3 separate regions of the Sus scrofa genome follow, and all the other regions are linked to region 2. Evidence: chromatin contacts called from public Hi-C data. All regions are on one chromosome and are shown on one strand. The core of a region is the stretch at or near the end of the contact, and the rest is flanking DNA. Distances in the headings are between cores, read along the strand shown.

Evidence for each region. A called contact is a pair of places that touch in the nucleus more often than the background predicts.
Region 1: a contact with region 2 is called in a Hi-C map of embryonic fibroblasts, with 2.5 times the contacts expected there. The contact joins two enhancer-like sites. A contact is called at or near these places in 3 of 47 Hi-C or Micro-C datasets (embryonic fibroblasts and subcutaneous adipose tissue).
Region 3: a contact with region 2 is called in a Hi-C map of embryonic fibroblasts, with 2.2 times the contacts expected there. The contact joins two enhancer-like sites. A contact is called at or near these places in 2 of 47 Hi-C or Micro-C datasets (embryonic fibroblasts and retroperitoneal adipose tissue).

What each region holds. Positions count from the first base shown.
Region 1 is chr15:93,205,858-93,210,273 of Sscrofa11.1, forward strand. GULP1 (PTB domain-containing engulfment adapter protein 1) reads left to right here. Exons shown (of 12, transcript XM_021075382.1): 7 at 4,223-4,360. Among named protein-coding and RNA genes, the nearest start is that of DIRC1, 210 kb to the right of the region's middle. Within about 2 kb of position 1,549, at least 4 of the 83 cell types and tissues checked have an H3K27ac peak or open chromatin away from gene starts, as enhancers often do. A contact at or near this core is called in embryonic fibroblasts, where this site is marked.
Region 2 is chr15:93,486,325-93,490,340 of Sscrofa11.1, forward strand. No RefSeq gene overlaps it. Among named protein-coding and RNA genes, the nearest start is that of COL3A1, 69 kb to the right of the region's middle. Within about 2 kb of position 2,702, at least 4 of the 83 cell types and tissues checked have an H3K27ac peak or open chromatin away from gene starts, as enhancers often do. A contact at or near this core is called in embryonic fibroblasts, where this site is marked.
Region 3 is chr15:93,896,362-93,900,732 of Sscrofa11.1, forward strand. It overlaps a transcript of COL5A2 not described here. Among named protein-coding and RNA genes, the nearest start is that of WDR75, 83 kb to the right of the region's middle. Within about 2 kb of position 1,675, at least 18 of the 83 cell types and tissues checked have an H3K27ac peak or open chromatin away from gene starts, as enhancers often do. A contact at or near this core is called in embryonic fibroblasts, where this site is marked.

The sequences.
Region 1 (4,416 bases), core at 299-2,798, 280 kb before region 2:
GGAAATGCATGTAAGTGTGCTTCACTGAGTGTGAAAGAAGACAAAATCTGTATGTTGTTCATCAAAAAGTCCTGGACTGACCCTTATTGCCTGTAGACATAGTCAATATCTATTGGTTTATCTCCATAATAAAATACCACAGACCTGCTGGGTCAAACAACAGAAGTTTATTTTTCATAGTCCTGGAGGCTGGAAATCCAAGTTTTTTTTTTTTTTTTTTTTGGTCTTTTTGCCTTTTCTAGGGCTGCTCCCTGTGCAGCATATGGAGGTTCCCAGGCTAGGGGGTCTAATCAGAGCTATAGCCACTGGCCTATGCCAGAGCCACAGCAACGTGGGATCCAGCCATGCCTGCAACCTACACCACAGCTCACGGCAACGCTGGATCCTTAACCCACTGAGCAAGGCCACTGATCGAACCTGCAACCTCATGGTTCCTAGTCAGATTCGTTAACCACCGCGCCACGAGGGGAACTCCTGGAAATCCAAGATTAAGTTGACAGAAGCAGGCAAGGTTTCTTCCAAGGCTTTTCTCTTTGGCTTGCAAATGGCAGCCCATCTGCTGCCTCTTAACATGGTTGTCTGTGTGCACACACCCTTAGGGTCTCTTTGTGTGTCCAATTTCCTCTTCTTTTAAGGACACAAGTCAGGTTGGATCAGAAACCACCCTGAAGATCTTATTTTAACTTAATCACCTCTTTCAAGCCTTATCTCCAAATACAGTCACATTCTCAGGCAAGGGGAATTAAGGCTTTACCATATATGTTTGAGAGGAACATAATTCAGCCTATAACACTGTATAAAATTAAAGTTCCTGTATTTAAGAGCTTTTCCTCCTACAGATCCAATGAGAAAAAAAGTTGAAAATATAATCTATTCTAGATTCATATTTATTAATATGTACTAATATGTTGTGAATGTGAATTTTTTTCACCTAAAATTCCTATGTTTAAGCCTAATCAGCAATGTGACTATATTTGGAGATAGAGCCTGTAGGGTAATTAAAGTTAAATGATGTCTTAATTGGGCCTTAATCCAGTAAGGCTACTGTCCTTACAATAAGAGAAAGAGACACCAGGGGTTTGTGAGCACAGAGGAAAAGCAATGTGAGGACACAGCAAGAAGATAGGCATCTGCAATCCAAAGGGCAAGACTTCAGCAGAAACCAAACCTTCCAACACCTTGACCTTCGACTTTTAGCCTCCAGAACTGTGAGGAAATACATTTCTGTTGTTGAAGTCACCCAGCCTGTGGTATTTTGTTATGGCAGCCCTAAAAAATAAATATAGTACTTTATTCACAGAACCTCAGAATTACTGTTTAGTAATGTTGGTAAACCACTGAAAGTCAGTTTGGAAAAATTGACTAACGTTCAACTCCAATTATTTTTCAAATATATATTATCAATACTTTCTTTTAATAATGTAGTATGCTTACTGACAAATTAATTCAACATGAAAGCCCAAGGAAACCCTGGACTATAAAAAGGTTATGAAAATATTTTTACAGATCTTGGAGTACCCTTGCAGCACGGTGGGTTAAAGATCAGCTTATGTCACTGCTGTGGCATGGGTGTGATCCCTGGTCCAGGAACTTCCATGTGACTCAGCCCTGTGAATGAATGAATCAATCAATAAATAAATAAATAAAATTGTTTCACAGGTCTGCAGTTTTCACTAGTCCAGGTTTGCCACTGATACCTTCAATCTATGTGCTTAACAACCCCTGACAATGTCTTGCTCTTCACAGTGGACTAGCAGTATCTGCATCACCTGGAAGCTTGTTAGAACCGTAAAAACGCAGGCCCTGTTCCAGACTTACTAAATCTGTAATTCAAGAAGAAACACAGTACCTACCATGCACGCTAAAGTTTGAGGAGTTCTAGTATAGTGCACAGACTGCTGGCTACATGCAGTAGCCTTCCCTTTCAAATTATAATCCGTGGAATACTTGCATCAAAATGCCTGAGACATTTGCAAAAATAAGTCCTACCCCATATCTTAGCCTACAGAATAGCCATGGAGATTTTGCCTTTTTAATATGTTTGAGGACAGCTGGACAATGGCATGGATGCACCCACAGTTACTGTTCAATTCCAACTTAAAGAATAATTACATTCCTTCAAACCTTTCAAACCATGAATTTAAGACCTCCCATAGCTGTTCTAACTTCCTCCCATTCTCTATACTCGATATTAAATAATAATTAAAGAGTTGGAGACTTCACTTTGGTTATGGTTATCCCACGATTACTATTGCCAAGATGGCTGAAAGCAGACAAAAGAAGTCATGGTGAAAGGAAACTAAATATATAGTTTTATATATATATAGTTTGCCAGGAAACAAGGCAGTTGCAAATGAGGAATTATCTACTGAACGGTGTGTCTGCTGAGATGAATTCATTAGGTAAATGGTAGTTACTAAAGAACAGTAGGCTGAGGAAGCCATAAACTACAGAGAGACAATTCAGCCAAAAGTGTAGCAACGAATGAAAAAGAAAAACAATCCTAGTCCTGCATATCCTTTTTAAAATCAAGTGCATGTCCAATTAGAACAGGTCATTTGTAGACAGTGTTTGTGTTTAAAGTTTTTTCTAAACCATATGGGTCAGTTTTGGAGTGTATGTGTGTAATTTATGAATAGATAATTTCTTACATGAATTTTAGGACTTGCTAAACACACCTTGAAATATGTAGGCCTGATAATACATGTTATGTATCTTCTACACGTGTTCTTGTTTGTTTTGATTAGAAACTACCAATAATATATCCTAGACCATAAGAATTTCACCAATACCATAATCTATAAATTATAATCTACTAAACCATTCTTCCGTTATTGAGCATTTAGAATGCTTCATTTTTTCAGTAATTAATACAGAGTTTAAGTATTAGGAAAATACAAATATGATTAAATGCAGTATATAAAGAGAACTTCTTTAGTGTTTAGAATTGACAGTTTAATAATGGCATATCTTTACAAAAGCACAAAATGTAAAGACTTAAGGATACTGCAGGATAACTAACACTGGTTTAGTATCTGGTGTGGAGTGTGTGTGTATGTATGTATGTATGTATGTACGTATGTAAAAACAGACAGAGAGGCAGGTGGATCATGGGAATCCCAAATGAATGGAAGGATGGATGAAAATGGAAGCAAAAAGCAATCTCAGTTGACTCCAATATCTTTCTTTCTGTGCCTTCATCAGAAGTTTTAGTTAATTGAGCATTGTTTCTCCTTGCTGTTGAAATGGATGAAACAGGCTATCTAGTAATGACAAAAACCATTACAATTATACAGTATACTTCCTCATTTTAATTTTGACGCTTGCAAACCACCGTTTGCTGACTACCATTTGCTTTGTATGTGGGGAAAGAATGCAGTACTGTGGATGCATTCTTTTAACATCTATTTGTATATCTCATGTACTTGTTTTCAATCTGATGAGCAGTAATGCAATTCAGTTTGGTAGATCAAATCTCAACAAGCTGACACATCAAACCTTGAACTTGGAAAGATTCAGTGACATGCTAGCTGTAGTTTTATGTATATATACACACATATATATATATATATACATGCAATATTTATTTTTGTACTGATTAACAAGGTTGATTCAGTCATTTGGATGCTGGATGTGTAGACCTCCATTCACTGCTCCAATGGAAATATTACAGAAGTTGCAAGCATGATCTTCCTTAGACAGAAGAGTTTCAGTAGTATATATATATATATGTTACCATGAAGATATGTACTGTGTAGTTATGTTTCATATAAAATTGTGTACAGATGAAGTTATGTTTTACACAGGAATGTTTATTTGCAGCAGTAAAATAAAATGAAAAGTATTTTGGTTAAAAAGCATTCTTCTAATTCTGTAACCTTGTGGAAGTATTTTAATCTCTCTAGACCTCAATATCCTCCTAAGTAAAGTTGCACAGTTTAAAGTAATGGTTTATGTAGCTCCCTTGTAGCTCAGGAAGCCCATGAACCTCTGATCCTTTTTTCCCTTGTGTTTTTCTAACTGCTATTGAAATGACTTAGTTTAATCCTGAGTCAGGAGGTTTATCTCCATTACATATTTGTTAAAGTTTGAGGTGTATATAATTATAAAACCAAAATATGATAGGTAATGTTTCATAAATTGTAAATTATTAACACAGCTGGTATTTCAGAAAATGAAAAAAAGTCTCTTCAACTATGTTTATTTTCGTCTGTGTTCACAGGAAGTTCAACACAATTGCCAGCTTCACAGAATATCATTTTGTGCAGATGATAAAACTGACAAGAGAATATTCACTTTCATATGCAAAGATTCTGAGTCAAATAAACATTTGTGCTATGTATTTGACAGTGAAAAGTGTGTAAGTATGCCAGATGTTTTAGGGTGGTTGGTTCTGTTTTACAAGCCAGGAATTGT
Region 2 (4,016 bases), core at 1,452-3,951:
TGAGGAGACACTCTAAAACATAATCGAAGACATTGAAATTAAGGGGAAGAAGAATTGAAGGTTAATACAATTAACATTTATTTTTATTTAAAATGCACAAAGATGGGAATCCCATCATGGCTCAGTGGAAACAAATCTGACTAGTGTCAGTGAGGACACAGGTTTGATTCCTGGCCTTTCAGTGGGTTGAGGATCCAGCATTGACATGAGCTGTGGTATAGGTCCCAGATGTAGCTTGGATCTGGCATTGCTGTGGCATAGGCCAGCATCTACAGCTCTCATTCAACCCCTGGCCTAGAACTTCCATATGCTGCAGGTGTGGCCCTCAGAAGAAAAAAGGGAAAGAAATGCACAAAGATTTTTAATTTTGTATAATATTCCATTGGATCTTCACGCCAATCTCAGAATCTTTTATTATCTCTATTTCATCAGTGAAGAATCCAGAATTTCAAGTCCAAGTGGATTTATCCAAGGTCATATCACATCATGCGGCAGAATCAGAGCTGGAATCGTTGTTTCCTGCCTCCATGTGCATTTCTTTTCTAATTTTCTGTTATAGAAGCAACTTTGCAAACTTCACATGTCCAGCTCTATGCTTTAGAATAATCCAGAATAAGAATAAAGTCTAAAAAACACAATGGCCCATCAACTTCCAGGACTATAAACACTTGAGCTCATGCGATCCAATGTAATCTCTCCAGCTCTGTTTTTCATTAATATTTAGATTTACTAACATGTGCCTAAACTCTAGGATTAGGGTTTTGAAATGTTTTTGGTAAAAATTATTTCACTTTGTCTAAAGTACAAAAAAAGATGACATGGCACATAAGAGTTGCTTGCATTCCAGACTTGTCAAAATGAGAAGGACGAATGAAATAAAATAAATATAATATAAATATATAATATCCAAAATCTGGAAGGAGAAGTGAGGTAGAAAAGCAATAAATAAATAGAAGTTATTTCTTAAAAAAGTAAATGCACTCTACTGTAAGTTACTGACATGCAAGTGTTGTTTGTTATACTGTATTATTGATGCCAATTTCTGAATTCTGCAATATCTTTCATCAGTTTTGAAAAATTCTAAGAGATTTTCTTTTTCTTTTGCCCCCTTTTTCTGTCTTCCAATTATATATATGCTAAATCTTTCAAGTTTTACTTTCTCTTTTAGTCACGAATGAAAATTACATCTTTTGATAACTCTGTACTTGATGTAATTTCTTCTAATTTATATTCTAGATTATAAAGGCCCTCTAAAAATTTGTTGAATCTGATTTTCAAAATATCTATGGAGGTTTTTTCTATAATTTCAATTTGATTATTTTTCAAATATGATATGCCATTTTAATATATTCCTATCTTCAATCTTGTCTTTTATTATTTTTAACTTAATTATAGGTAGGATAATTTCTTACTCTGCCTCTAATAATTTCATAATCTGAAGTCTTCACAGTCAGTTTCCTTTTTCTCTTATTTCTTCTAGCTCACAATCATTTTCTTTGTGACTGATCATCTTTTAGTACTGGTTATATTTTTAAAATATTGAACCTGTGGAAAAGGTTCTTATGTTTCAGAAAAGATTTATATTCTTTTCTGACATATGGCTAGGAAAGATACCTGTCCGTGGTCTACTTTAAACCACGCAAACGTCTCAAATTCCTTGGATCATCCTCAGTTATAGACCTGGTTTGTAATTCCATGCAAGATTAGTTCTCTTCCTGTTTGTATTCACCAAGAAGTTGTAGCCCTTAGAGTCCAAATTAACGTGAAGATCTTCTAGTAGACTCTCCACCTTATTTTATGCCCTCAGTTTGAAATCTCTCCTCTTCATTTTAGGCAGTTTCTAATTTTTTAGATCAACAAATGCCAATAGGCAAAAGTAGCTTCTTATGCTTGTTTCCCTGCTTGATTTCTAGCATTCCATTTATTTTTGTCATTGATTATTGCTTAAAATTTTGTGATTTCCTTAAGTGTTTTAAGGGAAAATTTTATTTTTTCAAAAAATCTTTTATCTAAGTTTTAAGTTGCTGTTAGCAGGGTAAGTGTTCTGAATAACGTAGTCCATCATTATCAGAAACAGGAAGTGTCTCACAGTTTTTTCTAGGCCTTTTCATTATATTACTTCTTTTTTTCTGTTTAATTTCCTTTCCTTCCATCCGTTCTTTCCACTATCTTACACATTTGCACTGGAATCAATCCTGACTCAAATGAAAGTGATTTTCAAAATCTAAAACAGCAGAAAGTCACTGTTGCTGTTAGTCTGACCCTCATCTTTCGTTTTTATGGAGCTGGGAACAAACCCTCATCTTGAGCCCCAGGGTTTATTTTTATTTATTTATTTATTTATTTCTCTTCTGATTAAGATATCTTATAAGACATATCTTATAAAATATTTATTTTATTTATTTATTTTTTCTCTTTTGTGTATATTGTCTAGAAAGTCTGGACCAATTTTCTAATATTGTTTCAGTGACTTATTTTTCCAACTCTTTCTATTTCATTGCTGAAATCCTGTTTGTACTCTTAAAATTTCATTGCAAATGTTAAATTTGTTTAGAAAACACCATCTTGATGCAGATGTCTGACCTTTATCTCCATGTGTTATTTTCTACATGAATCATTGTTTCAGTGCTTCATTGGCCTCACACAAACCTCAGTGAGTTTCTGAACTTCTTTGGTACTGACTGCTAATGGAGTTACCTCATTTTAACCTGCTTTGTGGATGCCAGTTCTCCCTGCTGACTCACTTTGTCCCACTTCCTCCAGCAGCATATGTGGTTTACCCACAAATTTTACCCTTCTCATGGACTAAATGTGGTTCCAAATTTTGGACCCCCTCTGAGGATACTATCAGCTTATGAACAATTTCATAAACTTTCATGTCACAAAACATGACCCTTCACCATTTTTCAGTGAGAGGTACAGAAAAAAGATGAAAATTAATTAGTTTATTTAATTATTTGATTACACATTTTTCTCAAAGGTGAGATATTTAGGGATGAATACATCAATTGAGTCAGCAGTATTTTGGCCACAGCTGCAGCATGTAACCAAAGCCACAGCAGTGACAATGCCAGATCCTTAACCCACTGAGCCACCAGGGAACTCCAAGTCAGCAGTATTTTTAAAAAACTGAAAATTCCTACTAACAACAGGAATACCCCTGCTTTCGGCCATTGAAAGTTGATTGCATTGACAGATTCTCTCTCTATGAAATTTATTAAATGTACTTATCTCAATATTTTGGCTTATTTTTGGAACCCAACTCATGGAGGGAAGGCATCAGACATAAAATGTGAATTACAGCTGTGCTATTTCAAAATGAATAACGTCTACTGGGTGAGACACTGAGTCAAGGGTTTAGTTTGCAGCATAAGGAAAATATTTGTGAGTGTTGCTGGAAAAGCTGACAGCCTACCATATGCAGCCTCCCTTTTAGATAGAGAAACATGGTAACGGGAGCAAATTGCTATTTTGGCTAGAAAACTAAATGCAATTTATGTATTCACATCAGTTGTATCCAGAAGACTCTCTGTAAGTTTCATCTTCTTTTTCTTGTTTTAGAAAATAAAGTTATGGACTTTGAAAACGTTAATATAACATTAACTTCTGGTCATAAATTCGGTGGGAAATATTTTCTGGAAAAAGTCAGCAAAATTCTTATTGCTCAACATGGAATGTTATCTACAAGAGATAGTGGGCTTAAAATTGAGTTCACTAGCCATTGCTCCCACAAGCATAGGAAAGTAATATGATCGTTGTGTTGAGCTAGGCAGATTTATTGAGGTTGTGTTTTCTAACTATTCATTCATTATTCAGATAACATATAAAAATTTCTTTATTGAAAATACAGGTTCTTCATTTAGATAAGTTCTTCACATAGATCAATTTCACTAGACAGTTAATACTAAAAGTTAGAGAAAGTTTTAATTACCTTTCAGGAAGAATGGATCTAAAAATATTAGGCTGTATGTATATTTAAGGCAATTTTTAAAAAAAAATATTTGAGCTAAATTAAA
Region 3 (4,371 bases), core at 425-2,924, 410 kb after region 2:
CTCTTTCAAATCAAAGTTCTCAGCATGATATGTTAATATAACTCATGATTAGCTCAAAGAAATCCTAGATTAATCACTTCATTTATGCTCATTTCTTGCCAAATGCTAATAAATGCCTGCACTAGATACAAGTAAAATCATGAGCAACTAAGGCAGCTTGAGGCAAAAGAAAGAACATCAGATTCAGTTCTGCTCCAGGTTTCTAACCATTCACTTGTATGACCTTGCACAAGTCCCTTCATCTCTCCTGGTCTTGGTTTGCTTTCTGTATTATGGAGTATGAACAGATAAGGGATAAGAGATAAGAAATAGGTATCAAGAGAGTTCTGTTATTGTAAAACCTAATTAGAACCCCACTGGTAAGGACTGAGTATTTCTGCAAGGAAAAATTACTATAGATGTCAACACCCATTTTTGTTTTGATTGTGGAGGTATACATGTATATTTCACAAGGCATATTCCATAGTAAAAATCATCACATACATATCACATGCTAAAGGACTAAATCAGGAAAGTATTTTTAATATAAATAAAAAATATGATATAATGAATTGCTACTTGATTTTTCCCATTTTTAACATTAAATATAATTTGAAATATTATTTTTCAAATACACACACACACACACACACGTGGCAAGTCAAGAAACCACACATACACATGGCAAGTCAAGAAACCACAGTTTTTAACAAACGGGATTTTAATGGAGGGAATTGTTTTCACAGGTGTTAGAGGGCTGAACAAGCAAAAAGGGAAAACCAAGGTAACCCAGGAAGCAGCCACCCCGCCTGAGGTTAGACGACCAAAAGGGAAATGGCGAGGCTAACCAGAATCTCGGAGCTAAAAGAACAAGGCCCCAGATTTGATGCTTTAAGGAAGGTGTTTGGGCTGCCTGCTGCTGGTACCTCTGTGGGAATAGGATGAGGCTGGCTCTGGAAGTGCCAAAAGGAACTGGAGGCTGGAGTCACTCCCAAAGGTTGATGATTAGGAAATGTGCCATTTTGGAACTTCAGCCAAGAAGAATGGTACAAATTTAAAAACTGGAAGAAAGTCTTATCTCATATCCTACTACTCATCCCCAATACTTTCAAGTTCCACTTTAATGACTCTAAAATTTGAGGAACAAAGTTTGCAGAGTCACAGCCCTAGCATTACAGAGTAGAGTCAGAAAGGAGGACATGGAGCTGAGAGACAACAGATAAGTAACTAACACAACTTATTTACTCAGAAAAGTGGAGGTTAACTGCATTGTAGTTAACTGCACAAAAATTAACATTGAAGAAAGTACATTAGAGAATGCAAGAATTATGGAGATTTATACATATACAAATAAGTATGTTAGAGCAGAAAAAAAGAAAACTATCCCATGTTTAAGGAATAACATGCAGAAAGAAGGAGGAAGACAAAGAAAATTTAGACTGCATGGAAAAGATCTCTATTAAAAAAGGGAAATGGCACTGGTATAAATATAATAATTACAACATTAAAACTCTAAGTAATTGACTACACCTCAAAAAAAAGTTATATGTATAGTATATTAGTGCTAAAGACCATCATGAAATGTCCCACATAATCATGGCCTCAAATTTAGTATTACTGGGCTCATATGCTCATGAGAAAACACTACTCATAAAGTGCCCTGAAGTTAAAATAGACCAACAGTGACATCTGCTGCTGCGGACTTACTTTGAAAAGGGCCAGTCTCAACACTTTAAAGTCTCCTGCCAAGACACAGGACTTCTGCTGTGATGAGTCAGCACTTCTGGAACCCATGTTTGTCATCTGTGTATTAGAAGCTTTGCTAAGCCAAGAAAGAACATGGGAAAATGAGAGAATATTTGAAAATGTAACTAAAACAAACAAAAAACAGTGGGGTGGAGGCATAAGTGATGAGAAAAAGAGGCTTCATATTGTCTTTTCTCATCCTGTTTTTCCTTTGGCTAAGTTAAGTCCACATTAATTTTGTAGTTGTCAGCAAGCATGAGCATGTCCTCAGTAAAAAGAAAGATTAACTGTAGCCAGCTTCAGTGGATTCCAACACAAAATTTACAGCATGATATCCAGACCAGAAAAGAAAAAAAGTCAAATGATCAAAGGAGAGTATGTGGGCAATATTTGGAGTTACTCTTACTTCGGAAACCTCTTCCTACGTTGATTATACCTCCTTCAACATCTGCTAACCCTCAGGCTTTTACTTTTCTAAAAGCCAAACGAGCAGAAGGTTTGAATCAAACATCATGGCTTTTAAAAATACAAATAATCACCAGAGTAAAGTGGTCAGTGGGGCTCATTTACATAAACTAATAAGTATTAGTTCAAGAAAATCATGGGTTAATTTATTTGCTCAAGAAAAAAAAATAGCAACTGATACTGAATCCCAATTCCAGTTATTACGAAAAAAGATGAACAAGAAAGGCAGACAGTGCAGTGAAGGAGAACTGAATTAGGAATTCTGACTTGTAATACAAGTTCTGACCACTCACTAAATGCATTTCCTTAAGGAAATCAATAACCTCTCTGGGCCTCAGCTTTCTCTTCCATAGTAGGAAAGGACTGGACTACATGAAAGATCGAAAATGGGTTTCAGGAGTTCTTATCATGGCATAGTGGAAACAAATCCAACTAGGAACCATGAGGTTGCCGGTTCAATCCCTGGTCTCGCTCAGTGGATTAAGGATCTGGCATTGCCATGAGCTGTGGTGTAGGTCGCAGACGTGGCTCGGATCTGGCGTTGCTGTGGCTCTGGCATAAGCCGGCAGCTACAGCTCCGATTAGACCCCTAGCCTGGGAACCTCCATATGCCGCAGGTGTGGCCCTAAAAAGACAAAAAAAAAAAAAAAAAATGGGTTTCAACTCATTTTCCTTCTTTCTTTAACTGGCAATGTCTGGTTACCAATTCTAAAGCTGCACCCGGACCTAATGGAAAAGCTGCTAACAAACTAGGAGGGTCTGCTGTAAGCAATATAAACTTGGAGGGGCAGAGTTCATGTCACATATACACAAAGTTCAGGCTAAATTATCTCTCATTTTCTGCAGCTATAAATCCTGCCATTAGCTGTTGTTTTTAGTGCACACAATGTTTCAGCTATACAAGGTGCTCAATAGATATTATTCCAATCTTTGCCATATTTTAAATAGAAGGAAACTCAGAAACATTAAAAAATTTTCTAAAAGCTGCACAACACGGCTGGACTCAATTCCTAACAAAATATCCCAACATCCTCCATTATGACTCAAACCACAACTTCTCTTATTTTAGATCATATCCGCTAAACCTCTTGCAACACAAAAGCCTTAATATCACTACACCTTATCTGATGACACCTTAATACACCCATATTCCTACTAAAAGAAAGGATGAAAGTTTTGAAATGAACGTTGGCTAGTCCATATAAACATGAAACGGGAAGGCAGGAGCTGAAGGGAAAAAGTGTCCAAGAAAATGCTTTTTTTTCAGCAAACAGATCAGGAAGAATTGTATGGTAAAAATTAAAAGTGACAAAGGAATAACTAAAACTCATGTTCAAACCTAAAGCAAAGACAACTCTAAACAAATAAAATCAGAGGAATAGCAAACCCACAATTGAAAAGAACCATGAAAACGGGACTCTGTATTACATCAACTGCATCTGCATAAGCAACAGCAACTTAATTGGTACAATACTCAGGGATGTGCTGGCTGCATGTCAGTGCCTGATACACACTTGCTGATAATGATGGTTTAGAAATAATTCAGGAAATAGATTCCTGGTGAGAAATAGTTTTGAAGCTTCTTTAATTTGATGCAACATTTTGGACATTCTTTGGGTTATAATGTTCAGGTACAGTAGAAAGCAAGACACTCCAACTTTCAGTTAGAACAAACTGATTCTTTCCACCAGATAACAGAAACCTCAGAAGTCTTTGAAAATGGCATCACAAAATCAGTCTATCCTAACTCCAGAATTACATATGATGCTTTCAGAGTACACACTCAGAAACTTACATTTGCCTCTAGAAAATGACCCAGTAATATGGATGAGTAAAAAAGTGTTAAGGAAATCAAAGGCAACGATGAAACCATAAGAGAAAAATGATTATTAGCAGCCAAACTGGATTTCATATTAAAGAACCTCATGGTCTACGATTAGCTGACTGATTCACTCATGTTATATATGATTCTCCACTTACTATGAGCTAGTCGGTCTGATAGTCACCAGGAATACATAATAAAATGAGGAGTAGATATCTAATTTGAAACAGGTATATAAATAATTAAAACACAAAATAACAAGTAAACCAACAAGATTATGTTTGAGATACATATGTATTACATGAATGTGAAGTAACTACTTTTCTCTCACGGGATCAGAGAAGGATCAGAAAGACATA